Linked DNA regions of Mus musculus: regions 1, 3 and 4 are each linked to region 2. The links are chromatin contacts, called in public HiChIP or PLAC-seq and promoter capture Hi-C maps. All regions are on one chromosome and are shown on one strand. The core of a region is the stretch at or near the end of the contact, and the rest is flanking DNA. Distances in the headings are between cores, read along the strand shown. Region 1 holds the start of Nudt3 (nudix (nucleotide diphosphate linked moiety X)-type motif 3). Region 2 holds the start of Uhrf1bp1 (UHRF1 (ICBP90) binding protein 1). Region 3 overlaps Anks1 (ankyrin repeat and SAM domain containing 1). Region 4 overlaps Anks1 (ankyrin repeat and SAM domain containing 1).

Region 1 (2,700 bases), core at 23-2,522, 230 kb before region 2:
CTACCGGACAGTGATTCCTGGTAGTCCATCCTCCCTTTCATCAGAGCCTTTCATAACTAACGGGTCAAGTTCCTGTCGCCCATTTCAACACGATGCACCGTACTGCAGGCTTGCCACCCCAGCCCACCGCCGAGGGCCGGGATAAAACATACTCAGTTTCACTGCCCTTCATTGTTTTCAAGCGAACTGCCATCTTACCACCATGCACACACACGACAGCAATGTGTCCCCACAGGCATTTTATGAATTTCCAAAGCAGCTATTCTTTGTGGATTTACAAACCACGCGCCTTTCATGAATCTCGCTTCATCACCACAGAAACGGCTTTGTGAAGCCGAAAAAAAAATTTTTTTTTAAGTTCCTTAAGGAAAAAGGAACAAGACTCTAAAACGTTCTATTATCCTAGCTTACCCTACGACTCATCCTATTGGGCACAGCAGAGAAACGTCGGGACAGAGATCTTCATAAATACAGCTTTTGATGGTCGTGAAGTGTTCCGGTCAATATGAATAACAACCTCGACGACAACCGTGTCCAGTGCCCTTTCTTTTCAGGCTCCAACCATACGGACTCAGCAGCTCAACGTTAGAATCGAACGGCTGGCCCCGGCTTGTCGCTGCCAGTGCTCGCCCGCAGCCACCTCCCCTCGGCCAGCAGCAACCCTGCGGGGAGGGAGGGAGGGAGGGAGCGGCCCTCCGCTCCGCCACAAAGGCCGGCCTGCGCCCCATGCACGTGTGCCGAGCGCCGAGCTGCCTAGCCACTGCCCCGGGCGAACGGCGGCCAACCCCCGACGGCCCGCCGCGGGATGGCATCCCGCTGCCCCGGGCCCTCTCCACTCCGCTCCCCACCCCCCCTTCTCCCCAGGAAACCCCGTCGGGCGCCGCCGACCCCCGGCAGGGCGCCTCACCTCCTCCTCGCTCTCGCTGCGGAAGCACAGGCACGCGGCCCGCTTCTTGTAGCCGTCGCCGTCGTAGGTGCGGGTCTGGTTCGACTTGAGCTTCATCATCCTCCGGGCCCGGGTGGGGGGTGCCGTGCGGGGCCTCGGAGTCCAGGGAAGGGGAGCCTGCTGCAGGCGGGCGGCCGCGCGCGCGCGCGCCCCAGGCTCGATCGAGAGGGCGGGGAGGAGGGTCTGTGTGTCCGCTACACGGCTCCGCGGCGGGACAGCCTCATTGCCCCCGGCCCAGGCCCTGCGCCGCCGTCACGGCCGCCGTCGCCACCGCCACCGCCCCCTCTACCGCCGCCGCCCCCGACGACGACCGCGCCGCCATTTTGGACGCGCTGCGTCAGCTGCGTAAGGCACGCGGGCTCGCCGGACGGCCGCGCGTGCGCAGCGCGGACGGCGTTCCGGAATCGCGCCCGGCGCGGGAGAGCGTCTGCACTGAAGGCCGCGGAAGCTGGCGCGGCTGCTACGCAGACAGCGTAGGGCTGGGGATGGCGGAAGCCGGGTGAGGCGCGGCGCGTGGGCACCACCCGCGACCCCACGGTCCCGGGCGCCGCTGGGCAGAGAGCAGGGGCCCGCCCAAGGTCACCGGCTGAGCGGCCCAGCCCGATCCAAGGTCGCGCCGCTCAGATGACAGGGAGAGTGACAGCGCCGCTCTGCTGTCCCTCGCCGCAGACTGTCAACCTTAGCTGCTGGGGATCAGGAGTGGGGCGGGGCGGGGCTGCTCTTTGCGGTCAGTTGGTAGCTGTCTGGACATATGTGCGTCCTGCAGCCATTTGTGCAAAAAAGGCAAAAGCTGCCACTTGCCTGGCGACATGCTTGAGGGACTGGGTTCGAACCTCAGCACTGCAAAAAAGAAAATAAAAAAGGAAGGAAAGAAAAGAGAGAACGCCATCCTCTTAAACAGGAGCAGAAAGGGAGAGACTGTAAGAGTGTGCACAGCACACGTACGTAAATCATGAAATATGGTTTCTGGCCGTGACTATAACACTGGGATGACCCTCTTAGAGGACGTGAAAGTGGGCTACAGCGTTCCTGCAACAAAACGGGCACCATTACCGTGTGCTAAACGTTTAGAAAATTCTGTCAAGATATTCAAGATTTATAAATAAATCCCAAAGCGCACAGCGTACGTTTGTGGGGACAGGTGTGTGCGCCATGATTGCTTCTGTGAGGTCAGAGGGCAACTTAAACGAATCCATTTTCTCCCACCACAGAGGACCAGGAGACTGAATTTAAGTGGTCAGGCCTGGCTGCAAATGACCTTTCTGGGATATCTGACGGGTCCCCGTTACCTGTTTTAATCATCTTGTATGTAGTATACTTCATTAATAATCTAGAGGGGCCCAAGAGATGTGTCAGTTTAAAAGGGCACTGGCCATGGAGCCTGACCACCTGAGCTAGATCCCTGGCACACATAGCGAAAGGAGAGAACCAACTCCCACAAGCTTCACCGCTACATGTGCTCTATGACATATGTGTCCACACATATTCTAACTTCTTTAAAAACTAAATGAAGGGGCTGGAGGGATGGCTCAGTGATTAAGAACACTGGCTGTTCTTCCAGAGGACCCTGATTCAATTCCCAGTATATGGTAGTTCACATGGTACCATACAGAGTAGCTCACAACTGTCTGTTGGCTCCTTCACACAGATATATATACAGCCAAAACACCAATAAAGTAAAAATGTAAAAAGTCTGGCTGAAAAGGTGCCTCAGGGATAGGAGCGCCTGAAAATGTCCAAGTGTCCAGGAAGCA
Region 2 (2,700 bases), core at 115-2,614:
TCCCTGGGCCATCTAGGGCTATATCTGGATACCTTGTCTCAATCTCAACCAAGAGTAAACTTTTTTTTGGTGGTTTTTCGAGACAGGGGTTCTCTTTGTAGCCCTGGCTGTCCTGGAACTCACTTTGTAGACCAGGCTGGCCTCAAACTCAGAAATCCGCCTGCCTTTGCCTCCAGAGTGCTGGGATTAAAGGCTTGCGCCACCACGCTGGGCTCCAAGAGTAAACTTAAAAGACCTGGGGACTGGAGAGATGGCTCCCTGCTAAGTGCTGCTCTAGAGGGCTTAGGTGCAGTGCTCAGCACCCACACCAAGTGGCTCACAACTACTTGTAACTCCAGTGCCAAAGAATCTGACAGCTTCTGGTCTCTGTGGGCACATGACATTCACACTCACATAGGAATGCACAGATAAATAAAAACACTCCGTCTTTGGGGGGCGGTGCGTCTGAGTGGAGTACTTACCTCATTTGCTTGATGTAATTAATTCCTACTCCCGCCAAACTTACCAAGAAAGCAAAACCACACGAAATAGCGAGAATTAAAGACATTGGCTCTCATTTCCATTGCTCCCTTTTCAAAAGGCAGTTAAGTATATTGAGTCATGTACTAATGATCAATAGACATTTAAATTTCCTAAAGGGGGCTTTAAGCAAAGTATGTTGGTTAGGTTTGCTGTGGTTGTTCGGCGTTTTGACCTCAGCAGTTTGTCAGAATGGTGCATTGGGAAATGAGATCCTGCACTGAGCCATTGTCATGCATGGAAACAGGATTCAGCCCTTGCCCCAGTTTTGTAGCTTTGGTCAGATGGTATCTGAGTATCTCCTGGATACAGTGAAGAGTGGAAGGAGCCTCCATCTGTGTTTAATGGAGTGGCCCAAGGCTTGGCGAGCACTTTATCACGGAGGCCTTATGTATTTAGCAGCTTAATAACTGCAGATATTTTTCTTGAAACTGGAAGCATTAAAGGTTAGATTTCTTGGGTCTTTTTTTTTTTTTGTGGTTTTTCGAGACAGCGTTTCTCTGTATAGCCCTGGCTGTCATGGAACTCACTTTGTAGACCAGGCTGGCCTCGAACTCAGAAGAGACAAGGTCTCTTAATGTAACCCTGTCTTGGTAGTCCCCATGTAGACAGGGTTGGTCTCAAGGTCCTATATTTGCTTGCCTCTGGCTCTGGAGAGTTCGGAGTAAAGGCGAATGCCACCATCTACCTTCTGGAAGAGTGAGCCCCGCCTCTGAGCGTGTAAGCCCCGCCCCGCGCAGTTGCCCCGCCCCCTATGCCTCTGAGCTCCCGCCGCCCCGCCCCTCATCCCTTGCGCCTGTGCCGCCGCGCGCGTCCCCGCCCCTCGCCGTGCGCTCTCGCCACGGGGATCCCGGAGGGTGGCGTGCGGTCTGGGTTCTGCTCCGCGGGATCCTGCGGCGCCGCACGGGCGGGTGGGAACGCGGCGGAACTCCTGGCGCTGAGTTAGGGGCGACAGAGAGCCATGGCGGCCACTGTGGCTACGGCAGCCGGTGCCCGCGCCGCGGCGAGGTGAGAGGACGCCTCTTTTCCACAACTGAGGAGGCCACGGCTGCCCGTCTGCCTGCATTCCACGCGGGCCCGGGCTGCAGCATGGCCGGGATCATTAAGAAGCAGATCTTGAAGCATCTGTCCCGGTGAGAGCGCCACCCCGCGTACTCGGTCCTTTTCCGAGCCCTCCGACCTCCCTCCGGCCGCTCTGGGCGAGCGGCTCCCTGCAGGCGCGATTCAACTCTTGCGGGCCGTTGTCGGCGCTGCATTACTCCCTCGCCCGGGCCACCTTCCTCCCCACCCCCGTCGCCGCCTCCTTCCTCGGCGCGGGTCACCCAGCCCTTTCCTGGCCGTACCTTCCAGACCCGCACGGAACCTGGCAGGCCAGCCCTGGAGGCCTCTTCCCGCCTGCCGAGCCGCCCAGCGCCGGTTCATTTCTGGCTTTGCCGCTCCGTGCTGGATTACCCAGGTCCCCTTCGATTGCAGCGCCGACGCCGGCTTTCTCCTTCTGTGAGGCGAGCTCCTCCTCTTCTGTCTGACCCTGTTGCATCACTCTTGAAAAGATATAAACCCTTCACCCGAGGCTGGTCGTCCTTTCGGACCTCCCTCCTTTCTGGGTCCGCTTTCTTCTCCGTACACAGACGGATTGGAGAAAGGTCAGCGGAGGTGGGGGATAAAGTTTCAGCAGCCTTCCCTTTAAGATGCCATGGAGGTTTGTTTGACAGCCAGTGTCCACTTGTGCTTTGTGGCCTCCTGTTAAGCTGTCCTGTCGCTCTGTATTTGGGGCATGACGGGTTAGCTGGCAAGACACTTTTCAGCTATATCTGAAGGACTCCTGGTCTCTGCGTGATGATGCAGCTTGTTAGAATGGGTGGCTGCGAAAATTGGGAGCTAGCTTTGCAGTTGGTTTTCGCTGCTTATTCTAGCTTGGTGATGGTTGTTAATTTAGGTTGTCTCAGAGGCTCTAGTGATCCAGAGTTTGGCAGCACAGTGACTAGTGGTTTTCAAGAGGTGTGTGTGAGTGTTGCCAGTCAACATGGAACACCAGGGCTTGTGTGAGCCTCTGTCCCTGACGTGGTGTCCCCCGTTGCCTGGCTGACATTGGCTTATGTGATCTTAGACATTTATTAGCTAGATTCAGATACCTTGTTTGATTAACTGTTATGTGCATGACTGAAGGGCCGGCTCCTGGAG
Region 3 (2,700 bases), core at 75-2,574, 190 kb after region 2:
TGAAGGGCAGAGACCGCCAGTGACAGCTGGATGACTTTCACCATCAAAGAAGAGTTCCTGGAGGTGATGTCTGTAGTTGGCTCTAATTTCTCCCACCTTGCACCTCTCTTGTCTCCTCCTCCTTGCCCTCCTCTTACCTGTCCGTGCTACAAGAACTAAAGAAGTCAGGTGGGTGTGAAGGCATACAGCTGAACACCTGAGGGCTGCCGGGAGGGAGGGACGGACATCTGCCCTCGTGCACTGCCTCGGTCCAGCCCTGACTGAAGAGCTGAGTGAGAAGACCTTCTCCATTCCTGTGCATCAGTAGAGACCAGAGACCCTGGGAAGAAAGCTGTGTGTGTTTGTGTGTGTGTGTGTGCGTGTGCGTGTCGCTCAGCCAGAGAGCAGCACACTGAATAGACACTGCCGCCTCCTGATGACAAGTGCCTCTTTCTTCTGTCTGCCTGGTTTTGTCTTCTTTGACCAAGAACTGAACAGCCCGACCGCTGCCCCCTAAGCAGGCAGGCAGGTCATAGGAACCACCACGGAAGACAGGGAGCATGAACGCCACGCTCCTGGATGCCAGCCCAGGCCAGGAAGGCAGCAGCGCCTCAGCCCAGGGGGCACCCCACTTGCCAGCCTCCAGAGGCTATCTGTAGATGAGCCCTGGTCGGCCGGCCACTGACCCAGCAGAGCCATCCCTGAGCCTGGTTCCCACACTCCAGCCCACCCGGCTGTCCTGAGCTGGGAGCACGTGGAGCTCGGGGCCATGGTTTGCTTATTCCGGGACTGCTGGGGGAAAACAAGTAAAAGACCCTTCTCTGCCCCCGCCGTTCTGCGTGCTGCTTGCGTTGCATGTGCTGGGTCCCCATGAGCGCCGCCGCTTCCTTCCCAGAGCCCTCGCTGTGTGCCTGTGTCCCTCTGCTGCATGAAGACTCGCGTTGTCTCCTGACTGGTCTCTGCTGCAAGGTCGCAGAACTAGCCCCTCGCCACAGCCCCACGGCAGCTCCAGAAGTTGCATGGATGGGAGGAGCAGCCAGGCTGGCGGGCACTTAGAGCTCTGGTGTTCCCTTCTAGTGCCTGTGGGGACAGACTTTCTGCCATGCCTCTGTGTGGACGTTGAGGAGTTGACCCAGAGACCACTGGGGGTTGGCTCCCCTGACCCTGGGCTGTGATCGTGCATGTACAGCCTCGGCCCCGGCCCCGGCCAGCTCCTACCGTGGGGTGTGTGTGGGCAGCAGCCACCCGAGTTGGCTCACATCCAGCGCTAGGCAGCTCCGTCCCTGCCTGTACAGAGAAGAAAAGCCGAGAGCCTGCTCTCTGCTCTCTTGTACATAGTCTGACTGCCTCATGGTAATGACTATGATGTGGCAGTGCCACCTGTCTTCCTCTGAGTGCCGCTGCTACCGCCTTAACGGGTTCTCCCTTTTCAAGCGTCTGCCGATTCCTCTCTCGTCAGGTTCTCGGACGCTGGAGCAGAGCGTCGGGGAGTGGCTGGAGTCGATTGGCCTGCAGCAGTACGAGAGCAAGCTGCTGCTGAACGGCTTTGATGATGTCCGCTTCCTGGTGAGTACGTCAGATGTGCTGGCCCAGGCTGGTGCTGCTTGCTGGAAGCTGGCCCACCCAGCTGGAGTGTGAAAGAGGACATAAGCCACAGAGGAGAACCATAGGGGCCGTGGGCACCCGGAAGTCAGCTGGGTAACTGAAGCTAACTTTGCCGACTGTCCTGGCCCTACTACCTGTGGCCCAAGTGCCACTCAGTGGGAGCACTCTTGGAATCCCTAACTCAGACCCCAGCCCCAGCCCTGTTTCTTAGACTGGATGCTGGTGTGCTATGTGCTGAGGTACCCTGGCTAGCAGCTTTGGTGGGCAGGGCAGCCAGGCACCCCATGACCCATCTCAGTTGGATGCCAGGAGTTCCCTTACTTTCCAGAATGTTGCTGTTGTCACTGTAGCAAAGGTTTCCTCCTGCCCCTCCAAGCAGAGGAAACCAGAGAGCCTCACATGTGCCTGGCCTCAGAGCTGACCAGAGGAGGGCTGAGTGGTGGCTTGGTTGCTTTTCTGAGGTTCATCCTGCACTCACAGGGAGTACAAGAGGTCAAAGGGAAAGCCGGCGTCTCACCCCTGCTCTCTGAGCAGCTGGGACTCAGCTTAAACCCTGCTCTCAGGAGCCAGTGGCCCCATTGTCATCCGTCTCCAAGAAGCCTTGCCCAGTGCGTCCTAGTGAGCCATTCAAGGCAGTGCCTGAGCTAAGTCATGCTCAGGAGCGGGCCATTCGATGTCACAGCAGTAGCTGTGACAGCTCACATCCTTCCTGTGAGCTGGGTACCAATCTCAGCAGTTGATAATATCTGAGCTCTGTGCTGGTGTCTCTCCCTGTTTCCCACATGAAAGCAGAGGCTATGTGGTTTGCTCAGGGTCACACTGATGGTGATTGGTAGGGTGGAATTGTGCACTTGGGAGGCACAAGGCAAAAGGTCACTCTCTGAACACTGTCATTTATATGCTATGCATCTTGGTAAGGCGGACAGACCCATCTGCTCCGTTCCCCCATTTTCTGGGAGGCCTGTCTCCTCCTCTCCTAGTCCTGGGGGTTTCAGACTGTAACCTTGAAGCAGAGCTCTCTCTCACTTGTGCCCACTTGTCCTGACCTCGTGTGAAGGGCCTTGTTTGTAGAGCTGGCACAGAGTCCCAGCCTACCGTCCATTCAGTAGGATGAGT
Region 4 (2,700 bases), core at 78-2,577, 140 kb after region 2:
TTTTTTAAAGATTTATTTATTTTATTTATATGAGTACACTGTAGCTGTCTTCAGACACACCAGAAGAGGGCATCAGATCTCATTACGAGTGGTTGTGAGCCACCATGTGGTTGCTGGGTATTGAACTTGGGACCTCTGGAAAAGCAGTCAGTGCTCTTACCCACTGAGCCATCTCTCCAGCCTCCAGGTTTTCACTCCTCTTGAGAGGCTGCCAGCTGCCATGAGGGTAGCTGTGGTCTCCTCTATCATGGGGCTCCTCAGCCACATACACCCCAGCTACAATTGGTGATAGCTCCTCACAACATGCTGTGACCAAGCGGGGCTGCTCCTCACAGAGCAGACAGTGCACTGCTTCAGCTTTCAGTCATCACTGCTTCAGCCAGCCCTAGAGGAAGAGGGAAGGAGAACTTAGGAGCAATGCAGTAAAAAGCTGAATTCTTTCTGTTGAAATTCAGTTACTGCCATAGTCACTGTGACTCAGGGCTGCTTCTGGGGGAGGAAGGATGGCTGGAAGAAAGGTTGGTTGTTGGCTCTGACATTTCATCCCACAGCTTGGTCAGGCTAGAGCAAGAGGACAGACAGGAACACCCTCGGATATTGTCTGGGTCCAGGTAGGGCTCTCATTTTGCAGCTGAACAGGAAAGGCCGTTCACCTTGGATGTAAGAATACTGAGGCCAGTCTGGATTAGAATCTGAGGAAGTGTGCTTAGTGGCATAGCTCTGCTGTGAACTTTGGGTGACCTTGGACAGGTGCCTGGCTTGCTGAGTTTACAGATGAATGGGCCAGAAGCAGGTACTCTAGCTGTGACTGTGTCCCCACTGTTGTGGGTGATGGTCTCTGCTCACACTTGTCCTTGGAAGTCTTGTGTCCAGCCCCGTGCTGTAGGTCAGGCATCCAGGTCAGTTCCCGTTCAGGGAAGCCTTCCTGGGCCTGGGGAGAACTCTTGCTGAAGCAGACATAGAAGCAGTAGTCAGATTCCAGAGCCCTGCCTGAGGATCATGTGATGTAAACCTGCAGAGCACAAGCTCCTGTCAGAAGAGCCTGTGGGGTCGAGCAAACTACTTAATGGCTCCTCTTTGTTCCCTTAATTGTGTTCCTGGAATAGAGATGCCCAGGACTCCCAGAGTAAAGGAGCCATGGCTTCCAGGTGGCTTGCACAGAGGGGCCCCTGCTGGGCTCCACAGAGTGTTAGAGACACTGTTCTGCCGTCAGAATGGCAGCCTTTCTCGTAAGCAAACATCAGCTTCTCCTTCAGTCTGAGACTAGGAGAGCTGTCCTCTCTTCAGGGGAAGTGGTCACAGGGAGCCCCACAGGAGACTGGTGAGTCACCAGCCTGTTGCCTTCCCAGTGTGTAATGACAGGTATCTGTGTGTCCTAAGGAGCTCTGCCTAGAGGACCTGCTGATCTGTCAGTGAGAATCGCAGCCCCGCCCCCTTCACGCCCAGGCTCTACCCATCACTTGGGCTCTGGAAGTTTTGTGCTCTAGCTTGATTGCTGGGATATAATTATCCTTAACTTGCCTTTAACCACACTGGGCTCAGGACAGGTGAGAAGAATCATCAGAGCAGGGGTCTCCGTACCCCTCCGTGTGCCACAGACGGCTCCTGACGCTCACTAACGGTGTGTCTCTGCTTGATCAGTGCTGTCTCAGCAGGTGGAGCTGCTGTTGCCCACAGAAACCCACTCCGTAGTTGCTGACTGTCAAGACTGTTAGAGGGAATCTGAAGTCACCTTATAACGTGGGAGAAAGCTAGCTTTGGGGTTGCTTCATTCCCACGGCTATTCAGGACTGCAGTAGCAAAGGAGGAGGAAGAGGATGCGGACAGGCCAGTTTGTGTCTAGTACCTGTGAAGGGTTGAGCATCAAGAGTATCATGTCTTCCTTTTGAGGTAGATACTGGCCTTTGGGAAGTGTAGGTGCATGTTGGAGAAGAAAGTAGTCTCCACAGAAAGCAGTGTGGAAGAGAGAGGGGAGGAAAGAGAGGCTTAGATTTGTATCGAAGGATAAAATGAGGTAAAAAGATAAAAAAAGAATGGTTTAATCAGGTTGTGGGGATTTCATATAGAAATTGTTTTAGGTTTTCCCATTGCTTCAACAAAATCTCCAAGTCTGGGTACATTAAAGAATAAAGACATTTCTTTGGCTCACGGTTTGGAATACCACGAAGCCAAGAGGAAGCAGCTGTGTGCTCATTAGCTTCTGTGGGAGTCTGACTGCATCACAGTGTGGAGGGTGTGTGGCAGAGGGCATGGGGGTGCCAGGCTCACATGGTAACAACTGAAGTCATCATGTATGCCACATAAGCCACAACTCCCCTGGGAGAGGATTTGTTTGAGAAGGCTCCTAAGGACCACACACCCACCAGGCCCCTCTTTTATGGTCTGCGTCTCAGCCTCATGCACTGGACATGAAGTTTCCAGAATGTCAACCTCTAGGCAAGAATCAGAGCTTTGTCATGTGCCACCTGCCTCTGTCCAACATGTCTGGCTATTTCTGTCTCCTAGGGCCTGGCTGTGAGACCCAGGATTCAGAGTAGTGCTCCCCAGGAAGAGGAGGAGCACCCATATGAGCTGCTGCTCACGGCAGAAACCAAGAAGCTGGGGACCACAGACGGGAGGACTGAAGGTATGCCTACCCCACTCCCACAGCACAGGAAGGAATGCGCTGCAGGGACGGTCAGGCCCCCTGTGCTCGGTCTC

The links. HiChIP or PLAC-seq counts read pairs in DNA pulled down with a chosen protein or histone mark. Capture Hi-C pulls out chosen DNA fragments and counts their contacts.
Region 1: a promoter capture Hi-C map of liver shows a contact between it and region 2. The contact joins the promoter of Nudt3 here to the promoter of Uhrf1bp1 in region 2. A contact is called at or near these places in 1 of 39 promoter capture datasets (the SN4741 cell line), 9 of 115 datasets of contacts at active chromatin or transcription factors (the HPC-7 cell line, the SCID.adh cell line, bone marrow-derived macrophages and 6 more) and 3 of 9 other capture datasets (adipose tissue, liver and pancreatic islet).
Region 3: an H3K4me3 HiChIP or PLAC-seq map of forebrain shows a contact between it and region 2, with 3 times the contacts expected there. The contact joins the enhancer-like site here to the promoter of Uhrf1bp1 in region 2. A contact is called at or near these places in 4 of 39 promoter capture datasets (embryonic stem cells, hippocampal neurons and trophoblast stem cells), 3 of 484 Hi-C or Micro-C datasets (the HPC-7 cell line, LSK cells and large pre-B cells), 7 of 115 datasets of contacts at active chromatin or transcription factors (the 230-238 cell line, the HPC-7 cell line, bone marrow-derived macrophages and 2 more) and 4 of 9 other capture datasets (adipose tissue, embryonic stem cells, liver and 1 more).
Region 4: a contact with region 2 is called in an H3K4me3 HiChIP or PLAC-seq map of bone marrow-derived macrophages, with 4 times the contacts expected there. The contact joins the enhancer-like site here to the promoter of Uhrf1bp1 in region 2. A contact is called at or near these places in 3 of 39 promoter capture datasets (the C10 cell line and embryonic stem cells), 1 of 15 datasets of contacts at CTCF or cohesin (large pre-B cells), 5 of 484 Hi-C or Micro-C datasets (cerebral cortex and embryonic stem cells), 5 of 115 datasets of contacts at active chromatin or transcription factors (bone marrow-derived macrophages, effector CD8 T cells, embryonic forebrain and 1 more) and 3 of 9 other capture datasets (adipose tissue, embryonic stem cells and pancreatic islet).

What each region holds. Positions count from the first base shown.
Region 1 is chr17:27,622,180-27,624,879 of GRCm38.p6, forward strand. It overlaps Nudt3 (nudix (nucleotide diphosphate linked moiety X)-type motif 3), which reads right to left and starts at 1,273. Exons shown (of 5, transcript NM_019837.2): 1 at 908-1,273. The coding sequence starts at 1,006.
Region 2 is chr17:27,855,143-27,857,842 of GRCm38.p6, forward strand. Uhrf1bp1 (UHRF1 (ICBP90) binding protein 1) reads left to right here and starts at 1,365. Exons shown (of 21, transcript NM_001080769.1): 1 at 1,365-1,652. The coding sequence starts at 1,609.
Region 3 is chr17:28,041,132-28,043,831 of GRCm38.p6, forward strand. It overlaps Anks1 (ankyrin repeat and SAM domain containing 1), which reads left to right. Exons shown (of 25, transcript NM_181413.4): 14 at 1,439-1,545. Among named protein-coding and RNA genes, the nearest start is that of Gm35290, 35 kb to the left of the region's middle. Within about 2 kb of position 1,325, at least 69 of the 459 cell types and tissues checked have an H3K27ac peak or open chromatin away from gene starts, as enhancers often do. A contact at or near this core is called in forebrain and hippocampal neurons, where this site is marked.
Region 4 is chr17:27,993,429-27,996,128 of GRCm38.p6, forward strand. It overlaps Anks1 (ankyrin repeat and SAM domain containing 1), which reads left to right. Exons shown (of 25, transcript NM_181413.4): 11 at 2,506-2,626. Among named protein-coding and RNA genes, the nearest start is that of Gm35290, 13 kb to the right of the region's middle. Within about 2 kb of position 1,328, at least 47 of the 459 cell types and tissues checked have an H3K27ac peak or open chromatin away from gene starts, as enhancers often do. A contact at or near this core is called in bone marrow-derived macrophages and embryonic stem cells, where this site is marked.